Regions from separate parts of the Mus musculus genome. Here region 1 is linked to region 2. A link is a contact called in public promoter capture Hi-C data. All regions are on one chromosome and are shown on one strand. The core of a region is the stretch at or near the end of the contact, and the rest is flanking DNA. Distances in the headings are between cores, read along the strand shown. Region 1 holds the start of Ddo (D-aspartate oxidase). Region 2 overlaps Slc16a10 (solute carrier family 16 (monocarboxylic acid transporters), member 10).

The links. Promoter capture Hi-C pulls out the DNA fragments that hold promoters and counts their contacts.
Region 1: a promoter capture Hi-C map of pre-B cells shows a contact between it and region 2, with 3 times the contacts expected there. The contact joins the promoter of Ddo here to the enhancer-like site in region 2. A contact is called at or near these places in 4 of 39 promoter capture datasets (the 3T3-L1 cell line, frontonasal cranial neural crest, hippocampal neurons and 1 more) and 1 of 9 other capture datasets (embryonic stem cells).

Annotation. Positions count from the first base shown.
Region 1 is chr10:40,628,192-40,632,768 of GRCm38.p6, forward strand. It overlaps Ddo (D-aspartate oxidase), which reads left to right and starts at 1,820. Exons shown (of 5, transcript NM_027442.5): 1 at 1,820-1,900; 2 at 3,415-3,589. The coding sequence starts at 3,418.
Region 2 is chr10:40,074,858-40,079,210 of GRCm38.p6, forward strand. It overlaps Slc16a10 (solute carrier family 16 (monocarboxylic acid transporters), member 10), which reads right to left. Exons shown (of 6, transcript NM_001114332.1): 3 at 1,707-2,160. Among named protein-coding and RNA genes, the nearest start is that of Gm25613, 32 kb to the right of the region's middle. Within about 2 kb of position 2,639, at least 49 of the 459 cell types and tissues checked have an H3K27ac peak or open chromatin away from gene starts, as enhancers often do.

The DNA.
Region 1 (4,577 bases), core at 570-3,069, 550 kb after region 2:
TGGGTGTGGGCTTTAGGACTCTCATCCTAACTGTCTGAAAGCCAGTCTTCTGTTTGGCTTCAGAAGAAGATGTAGAACTCTCAGTTCTTCCAGAGCCATACCTGCCTGGATGCTGCCATGTTTCCCACCATAATGACTGAACCTCAGAACCTGTAAGCCAGCCCCAGTTAAATGTTGTCTTGTAAGAGTTGCCTTGGTCATGGTAACTGTTCACAGCAGTAAACCCTAACTAAGACACCAGGGTTAGTGGTTTCTTTGCAGCCTTTATATCAGACTAAGCTCTCCTGAGTTCTACGAGGTACTGCAGCAAACGAATTGAACCCAGTGTGGGCAACCTAGAACCCCAAATTTGTGGTGGGACCCAAGGCACAGGGCACAACCCGAGGTTTGAGATATGCATCTGACCTTTGATAAGGGGTAAGTCTTAAGACCTGAGCCTCCAACCTGTGGTACCAGATACCATCTTCAGGTAGAAGGTGCCAGAATTGAAAGAGAATCCTGCTGAACCGGATGTGTCTGCTGGAGAGTCTGCTATATTGGTTGCTGGATGTGTGTGGAGAAAGAACCCATTCCCCTAGACACAGAACTGTTCCATTTTCTGTGACTTTGGGATTGTGGACTGAAGGGACAATGCCCTTTCTTTTCCATTTTGACACCCAGACAGCCTTGTATAAAATCGTACCTAGCTGAGCTCACCAGAGGCTCATGGCCACATGCAAAAGGAATCATCTTTCTCTCCTTTTCAGATGGGAAGACAGACTGAGACAGCCTCTGACTTGCTCAAGATAAGATAGTGAGGACCCTGCTTTGACAAAGAGGACCTCTGCTTGGCTGAGAGCATGCATAGGGAGTCTGCTACACAGAATGGCCTTTATCACACAAGAGACCATGGGCTTTTCCACATGTCTTGGAGCCTCGGTTTATATCTGTAGAATAAGGAGGATACGTCTCATTTCACAAGAGAATGGTGTTACGTGGTGATACAGTCATGGCTAAAGCGAAATCTCTTATTAGTATATTAACGTGGTTAATATTATTCTATTAAATATTATCTGGGCTGGAGAAATGGCTCAGCGATTAACACATGTAATTGCCAGCACCTTCATCAGGTGGCGCACCACCACCTATAACTCCAGCTCCAGGACATCTGGTGCCCTCTTCTGGCCTCCATGGGCACTGCGTGCATGTGAGAACAACATGCAATAGACCACAGACCAACAGACCACAGCAATTTAAATGTAAAACAAATCTTTAAGATATATTATAGCTATTGTGATACAACCAATTACGTCTCTAGAATCAAATGACTTTCAGGGAGGTTTAATGTGGGCTTTTCCTACTACTGAGCTGTGTGTGTTTCTGAGGAGGTGACACTCAGCAAATACCAGTTCCCTTCTATAAATATTTGGTTCATCCTAACTTATTTTCTGAATAAATTTTCCATCTGCCACCAGGCCGGCATCTCAGCTATCAACAACTCTGAACAATGCGGCAGGGGAAACGAGTGCTTGGTTCTAGCTGGGACTTTTTGGAAGTCAGACAGACCACCCATTTATTTGCCATGCAAACAAATCAGCCGGAGAAACTCCAGGCTGGTGGCAAGCTGAAGTTCTTGAAAGCCAGACAAAGACAGGTCATAGAGGACGAAACTTCCCCTGCAGGCTTGGCAGAGAGGCAGTTCCACAGAGCTTACACGTGCCTCTCTCCTGGGGAGTCAGAGGCAGACACTGTGGCATGGACCAATGGAGGGTAAGCTTAGAGAGAGTGTCCTTAATAATTTCCCCAATGGGAAGGAGTTTTGTTTTCCCTGTCTCTTAGGAGACCAGGCTAACAGGTCACTGGAAAACAAGTGTTGGTGCCAGGACCTCCGGTGGATACCAGACTGCTTTTTCAGAGACAGGTATTTGAATCCTCACTCTTTGCTCTAGGGTCGTTCTGTATGCACTCTGGGATTTTAGGGGTGTGTCTTGGTGGGGTTGGGGCCAGAGATTGATAGGTCACACTATATCAGGACATGCCCTATGTTTCTGGCTCTCTTTCCACTCCACTGGCAGCTGGTTATTCTTAGCCACAGATTGCTTTTCACCCTAGTGTTAACTTATTAGAGCTGTGGCGCAAGGCTGCTAGATAGGCAACTAGTAAGATCATGGCCGTCTGTCTTCTATTACCTCCTCTGGAAACAAGTCCAGGACCTCCCTCTCCCAGCCTTCCCCACTGGACTGTGTCCTGCTGGGAATCTTCTCTTGTCTTTCTTCAACCCTGGCAGTCTGACATCTCAGCTCACCTGCTCAGAAACGCACACGGCTCAGTTGGAGGAGAAGCGCACATTAAACCTCCCTGAAAAGGCTTCAAGGCTCACGGAGTGGGAGTCAAGTGGAGCTAGGGAGGAGGCAGAGAACCACTCATAGCCAGACCTCATGATGTCTGCCATGGCTAACCTCACCTGGCCTGATGCCCTGTTCACTGCCTGTTGCAAGAAGGGATTGTACCAGGGGTGGGTGGGATTTAGGCTAACAACACAAGCAGCTGGCTGAGAGAACTTTACCCCTAAGGAATGGCTATAACTAACTGGAATAATTACGTTTTGTCCACTCTCCTTAATCTGGAATTGAGCCAGATAGAGGGAGTTGGGCATGGAGCACACATAGTAAGACAAAGAAGTGAAGGCGGGCAGGAGGCTGACAGGTCAGCACCAAGTAACAGATTCCTGCTGCCTCTGCGGAGAGCGTGGAGGACACTGACATCTTTGCCCCTCTCTCTACCTTCCACACAAGATGTCAGCCTTGGGGTGCCTGGCGCAGGCGCCTGGTATCTACATTTTCCCTACATCCTCCCACAGGGGATCTATTTGGGAGACAGCCTCAGCGGCCTGCCGTTTACTACTCAAAGAGGCTAATAAGAATTCATTTGGTGCTGTCTTCAGGTGAAGGCACAGAGGCTAAAGGACCGCGGCCATTTCTTCCTGTTATGCAATCATCTGTGGCAGCCAGACATGACCTCTGTGTCTGCTCCCTAGAGTCCCGGGAGCAGAAGTCACAGCTCGGCTGCTTCCCAGGACTAGCTTACCTCCTCAGCAGTCCCTAGAATGTGCCCATAGGGAAAAAGTTAGGCAAGGGCACTATGACTAGAATTCTACCCCCGAATGCCATGTGATTAGTGCTGGTGAGCACGGCAGGCAAACCTAGGCTGATTCTGTTTTGGTAGCAATTGCCCGTAGAGAGACCTCGAAGTTCGCACTGTTATTTATGGAATGAGAGCTTAAAAGGTTGCTGGGCTGGGTCCTGGGGACCCTTTTTCGGAAGGAAGTTTTACTCTGAGAGGCTGCCTGATGTAAGGAAAGAACTTTAGGGTCAGATTTCATCCGGGGAGAATAATGCCCTAAGCAAGGTGGTCCATTTGCGTTTTCCTCCTTAGGCCATGGACACAGTGTGTATTGCGGTCGTTGGAGCTGGCGTGATAGGGCTGTCTACTGCAGCATGCATTTCCCAACTGGTTCCCGGATGCACCGTCACTGTCATCTCAGACAGGTTCACTCCTGATACCACCAGTAATGTAGCGGCTGGGATGCTTATTCCTCACACGTGTGCAGGTGAGAGACGGTACATTTGCAAGATGCTAATTTCACACCGGCCACCAATAGGCATGAGTGATCCTGAAGATGGCCTGGTGTCTCCCAGTCATCTGAGAGTTCCTCCAAACACGAACCTCCACTCTCTCTGTGGCTGAGTGCCTTGGTCTCCTGGATCAGCTGCATTTTCTTTCTGCTGTTGTTAGATGAAGGCTTTGATTCGGTCCCCACATTTCTTCCTTAGACATGATTCAGATCAAATACTTTCTACTCCTATGCCTATCCAGCGGCAGGCTCTTGTGAGGATTAAATGAGCTAATCACAAAGTTCAGAACAGTGCCCTGCACAGAATCAGCCCTCTATCAGCATTTGCAATTACTCCTGCCTCTCTGGCTACCAGTTTTGCTTGACCAGCACTTGAATATGAATTAGGTCACAAAGCTTGCTCGATCCACAGTTGAATTGGAACTGTCTGTTATTTGGGGATGATTGCTGTAGCGTGTGGCTCTTGGCCACTAGTCTGTTGTTTTTAGGTTCAGGGGCAGGAACATGGACATGCATATTAAATCAGCTCTCCACACTGACATAGGTCCTTGGCTGACAGTCCATTGAGGTCTACTGTAATCATGCAATACAGCTATCATTTCTTCTTTATCTCTAAACAAGCAGCCTATCTGAAAGTTATCGAGAGAGTATGGCACTCACATGGGTATACTTTTAATTGATGTCAATGCTTAGTCAGTATTATGGAAATATTTATTGATTCTATAACCAGTGCTTTATTTAAAAGTCTTGTTACTAATATATCCATATTGACCTAGGGTCCCTGCTTGTCACCTATTGTGCTTCCAACCCTCTTATAAAGAGCCTCTCAGGTCTTTCTATTGTCCCAGAAATAAGCCTGGCTGGATTTCCCAGTCATACACCCATTCCTTCTCAGGATGGCATTTTAGGATTATACCTTGTACCAAAGACAAGTTTCTGGCCCCTACGTCTTTTACTTTGCCTA
Region 2 (4,353 bases), core at 1,389-3,888:
CCAACAAAACCTAATTCAATGGTTGCAGAGATACCTGAAAGAATAAAGAAGGACTAACAGACCAGATTTACTTACTATGAATGCCACGTGACTCCCATGCCTGCCCCTAGTTCTCGCTCATGCTTTTCCATTGCCAGGCTAGCTGCTTCGTACCATCCCAGCTTGTCCTCAACAGAGAATTCACAGAGCAAAACTATTCTCAAACCCAGACATGTTCCCCACCTCTCATCACAACACCTTGGCTCAATATCTTTCTGAACTATGCACAGGAGCCCACTAAGGAATCATGGTGTAGTCATTAGCTGATGTTCTAGGCCTGAACTGTGCACAGGAGCCCACTAAGGAATCATGGTGTGGTTATCAGCTGATGTTCTAGGCCTAGGAACTTTGTGAGCCACTGTTACTTTCAACAAAAATTTTAACTGAAGATAAATTACAGCTATCCCAAAGTAGACTATAAGGTTTAAACAGAAACAACCAACCGACCCACCCACACAGTTAGAACATACACCAAAGAAAAACTGAAGCAAACGCTGTTTTTGTTCATTATTGAACTGTATTTATTTTCCACCACAAAGAGTAAAGAAAAAAAGGAAGAGGAGGACCACAAGGAGAAGGGAAGAGAAAGAAGACAACACACACACACACACACACACACACACATACACACACATACACACACACACATACACATACATACACACACACACATACATACATACACACACATACATACACACACACACATACATACACACACATACACACACATACACACACACACATACACACACATACACACACATACACATACATACACACACACACACACACACATACACACACATACACACACACACATACATACACACAGAGAGAGAGAGAGAGAGAGAACACCTTTGAGTACATTTTGCCTAAGGCAAATACCTTGATGCTGTTTATTGGTGATTCAGTATAAACAGGATGAATGTTGACATTGAAGAAAACGACAGAAAAGGCTTGAGCACTTGAAATCCTAATTTCCCATAAAATTTTAAGGCTTTTCTCTCATTGAAATTTTCCCTGTCATTTCTCAAATACTTCTCTGATGAGAATTCTCGTGTTTTCCAGAAATATCTCACAAATAGATACAATGTTTCTTTGTATTAGTCACTGTCATTTTGTTAACTACGTAATTTCTGCATCCATCTGTTCAAAATTATTAATATTAACAAGGTCATTACACTCAATTGATCCCTGAATGAGATCAGCAAGCTCCTTCTGGAAGTGATCGATCAGACCTTTTTGCTACATTTCTTTCCTGGGGGAATGGGTGGTGGAGGGGCTCCTAGCTGCAGCAGTGAAGGCTGGAGGATGGCCCTCAGGAGCTGGCTCTCGCCTCCCACTGTGGGAGCTGCCAGACATCAAACTCAGGCTGTCAGGCTTGGCAGCATCTTACCCATTTCACATATCTTACCTTGATATAATTCATTCCAAGATTTTAGTTCCCCTTTTAAAAAACTGCGTTTGCTTGGGATTTTTAAAATGCTGAAGCACACCATTAGACCCTTTGTTTGATTGTCTGATGGGGGAACTGCTCTTGTTTGAAAAACCTTTCATTCTCAGAGTCTGGGGGCAGGCTTCCTGACATGTCTTGCTCATCTGGATAGATCTCCCTTGTGACCCGATGATATTTATTACAAACAGAGCCAAAGATGCATACTTACCAAGTGAACGTAAGGCACAAAGTAGCCAAAAAGTGCAAGTGGTATCCCAGCAGCCCACACTGCATAGGTTGTCTCCTTGAAGAGGGCAAAGTTAAAGACTTTTTTTGGAGGACTAAGCTTTCTCCTGGAGAAGAATGAGCTTCTGCTGCCCCCACTCTCTTTCTCTTTGGTGCTGGGAACAAGAGGTCGGTAGGTAAAGCCAGCCAGAAAGAGAACAAACATGAAGATGCAGAGGATCCGCAGCGTGTTAAAGAGCTTCACACTGCTGATTAGATTTCCTAACAGCAAAGGGAGCAGGATTGTGAAGACGCTGCTGCCGGCCGTGACGATGCCGTTGACTAGTCCAAGGCGCTTCTTGAAGTAGTGTCCCAAAATGACCAGTGACGGCTGGTAGGCAAAGGAGCAGCCGCAGGCAAATATGATTCCATAGGTGAGGTACAGAGGCTCGATGGAGCTGTGTAAAGATGAAAAAGACAGAACAGAGCTTTAATCTTTTCTTAATGGTGCTTGGTAAAAGAAAGTCTCAGAGAGAGGCTGGAGAGAGGCCTCAGCTGTTAGGAGCATCTGCTGCTCTAGCAGAGGACTTGGACTCAGTTCCCAGACCCCACATGGCAGCTCATGATCCCATAACTCCACCTCAGAGGCATCAAAGATAGCCTCTTCTGGCCTCTGTGGACACTAGCCATGCACAGGGTGAATATACATATCTGCAGCTAAACACTCATACACATGGAATATGGAGCAAATCTTTAAAGGAATTCCCTTAGCAAAAACAGATCTTGTCAATGTTCTCTGAAAATAAAAATCAAAAATGGAGAAAAGCCTAATAAATCAAGAATACAGCAGTAAAATATTTCACTTAATCTGAATGTCTGAAAACTGACCATTAAGGTCATCAGTGCCTTGTCCCCTGTTCCCTGCCAAGGACTTCTACTGAACCATATACAGCATTGAGTAAGAACTGTGCTCTGCACAGCTCAGAAAAGAGCTGCCAGGAACGGACAATAAAATCTTCCTCAATAATACTTTTAAATTACATTTCAACTGTGTACACTCATTATTTTTATGGCACATCCCAGGTGCTTACTAAGCAATATACACCAAGAAAAGACTATGTTTGGTACTGTCTTCCAGTGTTTTGTCAAGAACATTTGCATTGAAGAGCAGCTGGACTCCTCCCACCCGCACTGGCCCAGGGCTGCCAACCAACCTTTGCCCTGTATTGCGCTGTTCCTGTATTGCATTGTGCAAGATAAGAAGAAGTGACATCCCGATTGCACTAAGACTTAACTAAGTGTGCCCAGCAGTGATTTCAGTCTGCAGACTTTTATAGTAAGCTCTTATGTCTCAAAAGAATAGTAAAGGATATAAGAATGTTTAATTTAATCAAATAACTACATTTCTTAGGACAGTGAAGGGATATGTGCTTTGAAATAATTTAGGTAAGGACTAAAGGAAATCAAGTGAAAAGTTGCCATCTTTTCTTTCTTTTTGCAAAGTCAATTCAAAAGGCGACTTATCAGTAGTAAAACCAACTAAGAAAGATAAAGCTGGTTAATAATTAAATTTTGAACAATAATGCTCACTTACCAGCATACTGAGGTATCACATGGACTCGGATCTGATCAAATGAAGGCACGCTGGCAATCCTGAGAAGCCCTTCCCCCGCCCCATTCGTTCACACCCAGCTCTGCCACCGTTAAGAGTCACTTCTGGACCTTTCCAGATTAATCTCACCTCACTCTGATGACTACTAACCAAATCTCTACTCTTGACTCAAAAGACACAATAAACAGAAACTTGGTTGAAAAGTGTTTGTGGCTTCAAGTTAGTCACGGCCTGCTTAAAGAAATACTTTTATCTCTATCCCAGTAAGAATCGTACAGAACAAGTAACGGTTCACTTTAAAAGTATATCTTAATTACTACTACTGCATTTGTGTGTATGGATGCTTCGCCTGCGTGCACATCGTCCTCCATGTGTGCCTGGTACTTATGAGGCCAGAAGAGTGACTGAATCCCCTGGGACTGGAGTTATAGACAGTTATGAGCTACTATGCGGCTGTTGGACGTCAAACCCAGGTCCTCTGCAAGAACAGCCAATGTCCTCAATCACTGAGGTATCTCTCCAGCCCCTGCTTCATTCTTTTTGGTTGGAGGGGGAAGTTGCCTGTTTTGTTTTTAGACAAAGTCTCTCACCGTATGGCAGAGATTAGCCTCGAGTTCCCAATGCTTCATTCTGTATGAAATTTTCCACATAAGCAGTTTTCCAAAATAATTGCAAGTTCTTGAATTCTCAAAAATCAAAACAATTTTAAAGAAAAGGTAAAATCTATTGTGCATTTCTCTGCCTCCCTCAAAACATATATTAGAAGCAGTATTGATAGCATTATTATCACAAATATCAAGTGCTAGAGGAACTTCACAATACGGAGATGATGAAGCCAGATGGGCATGTGCATATAGCAGAAGCAGTCTTTGGAGAATGAGTTGAAATCTCATGCACTTACTGAGATTGGCCTCGCATCTTCTTGTGAACCTTTGTGTCACTGTTCTCCTAGAACCTCTGTCACTCATGTCTGTCCTCAGGACAAACAGCTGCTTTCAGTGGTTGAGATTGGACATCTAACTGTAGTGTAAGTCAGTAC